2 separate regions of the Mus musculus genome follow, and region 1 is linked to region 2. Evidence: chromatin contacts called from public HiChIP or PLAC-seq data. All regions are on one chromosome and are shown on one strand. Each heading gives the region's core, a stretch centred on a gene start, on an enhancer-like site or on the middle of the called end of the contact. The rest is flanking DNA. Distances are from core to core; before and after follow the strand shown. Region 1 overlaps Cdk5rap1 (CDK5 regulatory subunit associated protein 1). Region 2 has its middle 21 kb from the start of Commd7.

The links. HiChIP or PLAC-seq counts read pairs in DNA pulled down with a chosen protein or histone mark.
Region 1: a contact with region 2 is called in an H3K27ac HiChIP or PLAC-seq map of embryonic stem cells, with 2.2 times the contacts expected there. The contact joins two enhancer-like sites. A contact is called at or near these places in 3 of 39 promoter capture datasets (the 3T3-L1 cell line, hippocampal neurons and liver) and 1 of 115 datasets of contacts at active chromatin or transcription factors (embryonic stem cells).

Annotation. Positions count from the first base shown.
Region 1 is chr2:154,333,218-154,338,769 of GRCm38.p6, forward strand. Cdk5rap1 (CDK5 regulatory subunit associated protein 1) reads right to left here. Exons shown (of 14, transcript NM_025876.2): 14 at 2,169-2,400. The coding sequence ends at 2,314. Among named protein-coding and RNA genes, the nearest start is that of Bpifb9b, 29 kb to the left of the region's middle. Within about 2 kb of position 2,589, at least 17 of the 459 cell types and tissues checked have an H3K27ac peak or open chromatin away from gene starts, as enhancers often do. A contact at or near this core is called in embryonic stem cells, where this site is marked.
Region 2 is chr2:153,609,297-153,614,310 of GRCm38.p6, forward strand. No RefSeq gene overlaps it. Among named protein-coding and RNA genes, the nearest start is that of Commd7, 21 kb to the right of the region's middle. Within about 2 kb of position 1,840, at least 131 of the 459 cell types and tissues checked have an H3K27ac peak or open chromatin away from gene starts, as enhancers often do. A contact at or near this core is called in embryonic stem cells, where this site is marked.

The sequences.
Region 1 (5,552 bases), core at 1,339-3,838, 720 kb after region 2:
AAATCTTTAGGCCAAGCAAGCAGGGCCAGAGAGAGAAGAAAAAGTGTCTGAAGGCAGCTACAGTGTATTTATATATAACAAATAAGTAAATAAATAAATCTTTTTAAAAAAGAAAAAGAAAGATTAAGAAGTGTAGCGTTATTGGAGAAAGTGTGTCACTGAGGTTTTGAGGTTTCAAAAGCCCATGTCAAGCCCAGGGTCCCTCTCTGTCTAAAGCTCAGGATGCATTATTGCTCCAGCATCTGCCTGCATGCTGCCATGCTTCCTGTCATGAGGAATATGGACTAACTCTCTGAAATTGTAAGCAAGCCCCCAGTTAAATGGTTTCTCTTATTATAGTTTCCTTGGTTATGGTGCCTCTTCATAGCAATACAACAGTAGCTAACACAGACTATAATACTCTTGCAGAGGACGTATGTACGTTCAGTTTCAAGCACCCACATCAAGCAAGTCACAATTGCCTGTAACTCCATCTTCAAGAGGTTCAACACACTCTTCTGGGCTCCACTGGAACCTCACACACACATGCATATACTCACACACAGACACACATATGCACATGGAAATAATAAACAAATTTTAAATGTTAAGTGGCAGGTAGTAATGCTATATACTAAATGAATTTTAATTATGAAGTAAAACATAGAAGTAAAAATTTCCTTAGATTTAAACATATATAATAAAGAAAAAGAAAGCAAATCTTCCAAACAACTGTCACTGATGCCTTTGCGCTGAAGAGGCAAATACAGCCCACTTACACAGCTGTAAATTCCTAAAGAGTGGGGAATCATTTTTTAATTGTAAGAGGCTTAAAAGGTAGAAAAGAATGCCATTGTATCCACACTTAGGCTATCTTAGAGTGTTTAAATATGGATGAAACACATTTGTGGGAAACTAAGTCAGAAACTAAGCAACCAACTCTCCTATTTAAAACCTGTCAATAGCTTCTCGAGCTGACGATATCTGTGGGCCATCTTTGAGTTAATCAGACCTGTTTGTAGAAAAATCTTTTAAAGGTTCATATTAGTGCTATAAATTTAGGGTGAAGACTTTTCTGTTGTTTTCTTTATCTTTCTGGCAGACACCAAGTCTCTTTGGTGGCTGGGGTAAAAGGAACAAGAACAACAGACTTGGTAAAGAGAGCTAGTACAGCACTACATGTGACCAAGAGTAGAGACCGGTTCTGATCTAACAACTCTTCAAGATGAACACTGAAATAGAACCAACTGGCCAGAAGTGAGCCAGCACCAAAGCAAACTCCCATGAGCTATCTATCTATCGTGCTAGTCAGCAGAGTGTCCAAAGCAGATCACAGCCAGACACAATTAACAGCTCAGGATGCCCAAATACGCAGTCTGTTTCAGCAGCATATTTTTCAAGGACTATTTCCATTTGGTAGGAGCTTACAGTTTATGAGGATCATTTGCTCAGAATGCATCAAGCTCTAGATGTGATCCCCAGATGTTCCTCCCTGGTGTGATGGGTGGCACATACCTCTAATTCTATCACTCAGAAGTAAGGAAAGGCAAACTCAAGGTCAGCCTGCATTACAAAAAAACCTACCTGGGGGGTGAGTGGGTGAGAGCTCTCTAAACATTTTTCTTCACCAGCACCCCCATCACACATGAACACACACACCACACACACACCACACACACACCATACTCACACTCACACACACACACACACACACAGTACTGGGGATCTAACCCAGGGCCTTGTTTATTCTAGGCAAGCACTATACCAGAGTTATACACAGAGCCTCCTACAATGCTAAAGGAGGTGGGACTTGAACTGAAATCCAGCTCTAAATATCCCATGCTACTATCTCAGTTTGATTTTCTTGCTTTTTGTTTTAACTTCATGAAAATGACTACAATGGTAAGTGGTAAGCCAAGGACCACTGCTCAGATGGCCCACTAATAGGTAAAAACATTTTCAAAAACTCCAAGTGCTTCTACATCTAAATGGGAAAGCTGAAAAGATGCCCATGAGGGAAATCCTCAGGCCAAATCAACCAACCAACCAACCGATGGTGGTTAGCGTGGTTAGCGGCTGAGTAAATAGCAGTACAGAACACTCGTGCTGAGAAGCATCCAACAGAGAGACAGGAAGAACCCCACAAATAAGCCAAGACAAAAATGAAAAAAGTAGACAAGGAAGCCATTAATTTATGAAATTTATTATTGTAACAGTTGTTCTATCGACAACAAAGAAATGTACTCTTCCATTTGGTGCAAAGGTGCTTCAAGACTATTACATGTCTCCAAAGCATGAGAAAAACCTGCCCAAGTCCACTCCTAATCCAGCAGCTCAGGTCGTGCAATACGTCAATGAGTCTTTCATAGTGGTCCTGCAGAGAATGTGTCCTTTCAGGGTCTGAGAGCTGGCAGAGGTGATCTGAAAGAAAACCCATCATAGAAGACAAGGTAACCTGACAGCACCATGGGGACAGGACTTGGATGGAGATGACAGGAAGTGCACAGTGCTTGTGCCGCCTCAAGCCTGAAAGGAAGAGGTGCCAGACAGAACGGAATACACAATCCAGCCAGCCTGGAAGGCCCAACTGCAGTGATCAGTATTCTGACAGGGCACATGGCTGCACACCTGACTGGCTGGAGCCATCAGCTCAGCTTGAGCTGACCTCTGGCTCGCCCAGCGTTAAGGAGAGGGCCCAGCCTTCCACAGGAAGGGAGAACAGAGCCACAGGCTCCTGAGTGGACTGGGCATAGCAGGACACACCTGGGCCTGCTGGGAGCCACAGTAATGCAGCAGTGGACCCAGAGGGGAGCTTTCTTCCCTCCGCAGTTCCCTTCAGTTTGTTGTTACGGAGACCAGAAACCATCTCCCTGACTGCTGGTGCTTTCTACACTCTGTGAACACTTCCTTTTCCAACAGAGAAGGGGCCTCCAGAGCCCTGTGTTGGCCACCAGCTCTGGATGGAGTTTTGTGACATTGTTTTCATTATGCTTTTTTTGGGGGGTGGGGGGTTCGAGACAGGGTTTCTCTGTGTAGCCCTGGCTATCCCGGAACTCACTTTGTAGACCAGGCTGGCCTTGAGCTCAGAAATCCGTCTGCCTCTGCCTCCCGAGTGCTGGGTGGTGCGTGTGCCACCACACCCGGCTATTATGCTTATTTTTATGCTTATTTTTTAAATTACTTTCTATTTATGTCACAAATTCTGGCTTTCCATTTATGGAGGGATCTAGAATGTCCTTTTGAAATAATAAATTTAGGGTCTTTTAAAAAATTTTTTCAGTTACTGGCTGGTACCCAAATGAATGTATTTGTTTGTTAGACATATCTGTGTTTTACATACAGAGTAGGTTTATAATGTAAAATTACAAAGTGAGTTTTATGATTTTTGAAAAGCCAGGAAAGTTAGTATTGTGATTTAAGGCAACAGTCACAATGACTCTGACGCATATGTATGTTCTTCTGAAGTGGCACTTTGTTACTGTGAGTATTTTTCCTTTGGGGTCAGGCAGATCTCTAACACTTTAAATCCCAGCTGTTAAACAAACAAAAAAAAAATGAAATAAATGGATTTTACCAATGAATACACAATTTGTAATGTCCTTGAAACAGTGCCTTGTGAGTATTTGAATAGAGGATATAAATTTTTATATTGCACTTGTCATAAATGTGTTGTTGTGGTTTAAAAAAAAGTTTTGCTCTTACTGAAAATAGACTTTTTCCTCACATAATATCCTGAATACAATTTCCCCTCCTTCTACTCCTCTCAGTTCCTCCCTGCCTTCCCATCTACCTCAATCTACTTCTTTGCTCTCCTTCAATAAATAAATAAATAAATAAGTAAATAAATAAGTAAATAAATAAATAAATGGTTAGCTGGGCAATGGTGGCGCACGCCTTTAATCCCAGCACTGGAGAGGCAGAGGCTGGTGGATTTCTGAGACGGCCTGGTCTACAGAGTGAGTTCCAGGACAGCCATTAATATATAGAGATAGGAACCCTGTCTCAAACAAAGACAAAAACAAAGTCAAACTAAAGTCCAGATCCATCCCCAGCAGCAGCTCTTCATGTTTCTCTGAGGAGACGATGGATCCTTCTCAGCTCCAACTGTCAGCTCCCTTGTGAGCTGCCCTGCACAGAGCCATCCTCCAGCCTCTGGAATGACTTAGGATGCAAACTGACCTAGTTAAAGCCATCCTTAGGATTTTTGTTTGTTTATTTTTCAAGATAGGGTTTCTCTGTGTAGTCCTGTCTGTCCTAGAACTCTCTATAGACCAAGCTGGACTCAAACTCAGAACACCTGCTTCTGTCTCCTGAGCTGCTTCTAAAGATGTGTGCAAACTACTGCCTGGCCAATCCTTATAATATTTTTTATCAAAACTTACTGAAAAAGTTTATTTCACCTCTGAGTGAGAACTGAATAACTAAGACCCCAAAGTTACCATTTATCATATTTCTCATCAGAATAAATTGATCCACTAGTAAATATTTACAAGATTCTTACTTATATTAGGGATTAACTTTGATGCTGGAAATACAAATATAAACAAAGGAATTACCTCACCCACAATAGAGCTTTTGGAGAAAGACACATAATAAGCATGTACATAAAAAAAATTATTTGGGCACTAATAAGTACTCAATATAACAGGGGACAGGTGGCTAATAGGCAGGAATTATGGAATAGTGGGGAAATAGGCAGGAAAAGTTGCTTCAAAACAATGATGTTCAGGGACAGCATCTCTGAGGTAAAATTGAAGAAAGAAGATGAAATTTCTAGAATTCTCTAGCATTGCTAGCAGGAGTGCAAAACACTTGGGCTGTTCCTATTATAGCCACCCTATGACCATATACCCAACAGAAATAAATATGTATGTGCCTTACAGCACATGTACAAGTATACTCATAGCAATAGCAAATGGACTAGGTCCAAACTGGAAACAACCAGTATGGCCCACCAACAGTACAATGCATAACAAATCTTTGTGATAGAAAAACAAATGAAGCACAGAATATATGTAGGGAAAGGAAAGCAGGAATCCAACCTATACACTATAGAACACCATTTGCAAAACAAAACAAAACAAAAATGTGGAACAGGGTGTGGCACATGCCTACAATTCCAGCACTCAAATGGCTGGATGAAGGGAATTTCTGGGCTCAAAAAAAAAAAAACCTTTTAGATTTCAGAAATAGCTACCTGAGTGAGGTCACGGTAAGATTTCAAAAAGGTGACTCAGCAGTTAAGAGCAACTCTCTTCAACTCTGTGCTTCCTTTTGTATGGGTCTTTTTCTTAAACTGTACTCCCTGTCTCTCCCTCCCTCCCTGTCTCTCTCCTTCTGTCTCTCACACACACACTCTCTCTCTCAACACTCATGCTTAATCTATAGCAGAACTCCCCCCACCCCCACCACCCCCACCCCCACCCCTCCCCACCCCACCCCCCACCCCCCACCCCCAGCACTTTACTCTATAGCCCAGGCTGGCTTGGAACTCACTATGTGCCCCAGGCTAGTCTTGAATTTGTAGCTATCCTCCCTCCATAGGCTCCTAAAAGCTAGGATTGCAGATATGA
Region 2 (5,014 bases), core at 590-3,089:
TCCTGGTCAGCATGAGTAGGGCCGGAGAGAGGAGTTGGCACACTGATTCAAAGGTAGTCCCCAAGGAAAGACTGGGGCCAGCTTCCAGGCCTGTGTATTTTTTTTTAGGTCTATCTATCTATCTATCTATCTATCTATCTATCTATCTATCTATCTATCTATCTATCTATCTATCTATCTATCTATCCAGACAGGATTTCATGTTGCCCAACCTGGCCTCAGATTTGCAAAGCTGGCCTTGAATCCCCAGTCGTCTTCTCTACACATCCCAAGGGTCAGGATTACAGGCATGCACCACTACTGCCACTCCTGGAACCTTTCATCTTGTTTTTCTGTCCCTTGGCTGGCAGGACAGGCCTCTTTCCAGAGACTTGGCACAAAATTCCAAGGCTTGGCCTGCTGACAAGGCGGTGGGAGGAGGCCTGCGCCAGAGACTCCTCCCCACTCCACTCTGAATTCATCGCCACTGCTGACCGCTAGAGGGGGCTGGAGCCCAGTGACCCCTGCCATTATGAGTCTCGGAGCCGGCAGTCACCATCACCTCAGCAGCCCCTAAGGTCTTTGTCTCTGCTCTCTGAGGCCTGTGCTGGAGGGCAGGGGCAAAGCTAAGCAGGGGCTGGCCTTCCTGGGCTCATCTCAGCGCCCTTACGGAGCCCAGTGAGGCAGGCCACAGAGTGAATAAAGGGTAGACTGAGGAAGAAGCCCTACTTCTGGCAAGTAGGTGGCTGACCTTCTCAAAGCTTCCTGAACTCATGCAGAAGGAAAGACCCCTTACCCTAGCGGGGACCTCCGGAGCCCTGACTCCCCTTAGCTGCCTCTCTCTCTAGCTCAGCCTCTGTTTCTCCTTACTTGACACAGGACTTATGGAGCCCAGGCTGGCCTCAAATTCACTGTAGCTGAGGCTAGTCTTGGATCCCTAATTTTCCTGCACTGGCTTCTCTCCTTCCAAGTGGTAGGATGACGGGCACATGACACCATGCTGGCTTCTTTTTATTCTAGTGCTTGTTTGTTTGTTGTTGTCATTGTTGAGACAGTTTCATTTTGTTACTTTGACTGGTTTGGAGCTCTCTATGTAGACCAGGCTAGCCTCAAGCTCAGAGATGCACCTCCCTCTGTCTTCCAAGCGCTCAGACTGAGACACACCACCACACGGGCTTAGGTTTTTTTTGTTTTTTTGTTTTGTTTTGTTTTTTTGAGATAGGGTCTCACACTATAGCTTCTATAACCCTGGCTATCCTAGAACTCACTAAGTGCCCCTCCTGCCTCTACTTCCTGCATGAGCCACTGTGGGCTCTGCCCAGGCTTTGAGATGGATCTGAAAACCCTACCACTGTAGCCACAAGCACAGGGTTTCTCCCAGGAACGATTTCTCAGAACTTTGGATATTTCTTTGAATATTCCTAGATTCAGTGATAGAATAAACCAGGGGGAAGAGCTGGGGTCTGGTACGTGGGTGGAGAAGGCAGAATCGTTGCCTATCTCTCCCTCCTGCTTTCCTAGGAGCTCAGCCCCCACCCTGCTCCCACCCTATGTTCTAGCTCCTAGGCCTGGCTGCAGAGGCCGCTGTGGAAGAGTGTTACTCCCCCTCCCCGGACACCTCTGCTGGAGGCATGGCAGGCTCCAGGCAGGCAGCGGTGCCAAAAGCTGCTGACAGCGGCCTTCTAAGAAGGAGGGAGCCTGGAGACAAAGACAGAGGAGGAGAAGCCCAGTGGGGCTGCTCCTCCCCCACTGCCACCATAAGCTAAGAGAAGCTGGGAGGAGAAAAACCGACAAAGACCACCGATGTCCCAAACCGCAGAGTTCTGAGCTGTGCAGGCCTTTCCGTCTCTGGAGCCAGCTGCCTGCCCTGGGCAGATTAGGCTCCGGAAAAGAGGCCTGCGCCCCAGCCCTTGTAGCTCTGGCTGAGTCTTAGTCAGTCCTGTCAGGAAATCATTCATAAAAAATGACACCTTCACAGGGCCCTCTCCTCGGCCACACAGCCTCAGGGCCAGAGCCCCTGTCTCCAGCTTCCCCAGACCTCCTCTTTTTCCTCCTCCTGGAAGGAGACCTACGAAAAGCACATGAAGTAAGGCCAGCTCAGCCCAGCAAACCAGCCCTGGTGGAGCATCCACCCTGGGGACAAGAGTGGGGTCAAGAAGGACTTCACTCAAGTATGAACACGCGAGCAAGTGTCACTGACAGCTTCCAAAGGTTTCCAGCGCCATATGGCGGTGGGCATTTATTTATTTATTTAATGGGTGGACGTCTAGAGTCAAGTCTCCTAGCATTCTCCCTGGGCCCAGCTTGGCACATTATAACTGGATCAATCTACCTTAAAGGAAAACAAATCCATGGAAGGGAAATGACCAGCCCTAGGTCACCAGAGACTCCCAAGGGTAGATAATGCCATTGGAATCTGGGAACTAGCCCCATGAGGAAGAATTGAGCTCTTAATCTTAGCCCTGAGTATCTGTCCCCACCCCACCCCACCCCAGCCCCCTGCTGACTTCTGTCCAATTACCCTTGTTTTCTCTTCCCCTACCCTGGCCCTTTGTTTCCTAAAGATACAAAGTATGCACTGGCCTCAGGGCCTTTGCAGGTGCCATTCCTCTGTGCCTCATTACTAGGTTAGGCTTCTTCATCCTGCAAGACCAGATCAGATCAGCTTCTCAAATAGACCTTCCCAGAACACCATAAACTCCCACTCTGTGTTACCCCCTCCCCCCACCTAGAGCCCCCACCTATTGCTACATTCCTGCAATCCCAGCTATTTAGGATTCTGAGGAATGCCTGACTAGGTTACAGAGCCAGTTTAAGACCAGTTTGGGCAACTCAGTGAGACAGTATCTCAAAAGGAAGCTGTCGCTCTCCAACAGCTTAGCAAGCATGAGGACCAGAGTTCAAGTCCCTAGCATCCCTGTTAAAAACTGGACATGAATGCACACCTATAACTCTAGCTTAGTGGGAGACAAACAGGAGGATTGCTCTATCTCTCTATATATTATATATATAAACAAAATCTTTAATAAATGAAAATATGAAGACACTGGAAGTTTACCAAGCCTACATTGACCGATGTGTGTGTGTGTGTGTGTGCGCACACACACACACACACACACACACACACACACACACACCCGACTGTTCAAAAATGTCTTTAGAGATCATCTGAATGAATTCCTGCTTGTGGATTGCTTGGTTGGTTTTTAAAACAGGTAGCCCAGGCTGGCCTGGAACTTTATATGTAGTTAAGGGTTGCCTTGGATTCCTGCTCTTTTTACCCCACTTCCTAAAAATCCTTGTTTTATAGTTGAGGGAACCACCCAGGAAAGAGGAAGAAGGGAATACCTCTATCCAGGATTTACACAGAACAGGGAGGGAAGGGCTGGGGCAGGGTGTGGTCTGGGCTCCTTTCAGGGGAACAGCAGATGCCTTAGGTTTCTAAGGACCTGGAGTCTGACACACTTCCAGCATCTTGGCTGAGTTCCACCTAAAATCCTTGTGCACATTTTGGGATCTGTAAACCCCACCCTCCAGCAATCTCTGGGCTAAGCACTAGCGGAAGCCCAGGGGCATTGTCTAGGAAAATTCCCCTCTCTTCACCGAGCTGCTTTGCAAGGGCTCTTTGAAGTGGAAGCAGCCTTTCTCCATAAGCCTCTGTAAGCCCTTATTCAGTCACCATCAGGTACTGGGCCTCCCATAGGCTCCAGGCAGCTCCCATCTCCCTCCATGCACAGGTCAGGGGAAGGGAACATACAGTTCAAAGATGAACCCCACCACCCCTGCCCCTTGCACCTGTCAGGGCAACTCACTCTGACTCAGCCTGCAGAGGCCCCCTGCTCCCCATCATTCATGCCCTCTGCTCCCTAGACATCGGACCTCTGACACCACTCACAGCCTATCTACCAGAATTTATGATTCCCTGGGTGCTGCTCAAGTTTCTCAAACTTGATGTCATGTTCTCCAAGGGTGTAGCCTGGTCTCTTCAGTCTCTGCACTCCAGCACCCCTGGGTACCAAAGAGACCCCTGCTCTACACCCCAAAACTGTAGGGAAGATCTCACAAGAATGCTGCTCCTCAAAGGGACACGCCAGCAGGCTGAGTCTGGGGTTGCTGCTCCCAGACAAAGCTGACAGAATTGAGCCTGGCCAGTGTGAAGGGAAGAATGGCAGGGCACTGCCTCCTTAGCCCTACCGGGCAACCTAGGGCACTCTATATATACACTTTGCTACTGTGTATGAGTAGCAAAAAGTTATGGTTCCTCTTCTCCTGGACTAACCTTTCTTTTTTTTTCTTTTTTCTCTTATTTGGTTTTTCGAGAAAGGGTTTCTTTGTATAGTCTTGGCTGTCCTGGAACTCACTCTGTAGACCAGGCTGGCCTCGAACTCAGAAATCCACCTGCCTCTGCCTCCCGAGTGCTGGGATTAAAGCCGTGTGCCACCATGCCCGGCTTCTTTTTTTCTTTTTAGTGGTTGGCCTGACCATTAGTTACCATCTTAATGAACAGTATATAGAGAGGAGGGGGGAAAGACTTTGCAGCCAAAGCAGAGGACAGAATTCTTATTCAGAGCAAGAGTAAATCCGTGCACAATGAAGTGGGAACAGCAGGAAGGGCTGCTGGGATGCCCAGTGTTGTGTCAGAATCCGAGAGGAGCAGTCTCGAGACCCTCATCAATGTCTACAGGGAGTAGAGTATACGTGGAACAAAATTTCAACACAGCCAAGGGACTAAAGGACGCCTTTAATCCCAGCACTCTCGAGGCAGAGGCAGGTGGATCTCTGAGTGTAAGGCCAGCCTGGTCTACAGAGTGAGTTCCTGGACAGCCAGAGAAACCCTGTCTTGAAAAACAAAACAACAACAACAAAAAAAGACAAGGAAAAGAAAAGAAGAAAGAAAAGGGAAGGGAAGGGAGAGAAGAGGAGAGGAGAGGGGAGGGGAGGGGAGGGGAGGGGAGGGGAGGGGAGGGGAGGGGAGGGGAGGGGAGGGGAGGGGAGGGGAGGGGAGGGGAGGGGAGACGAAATGAGAAAGCAAGCA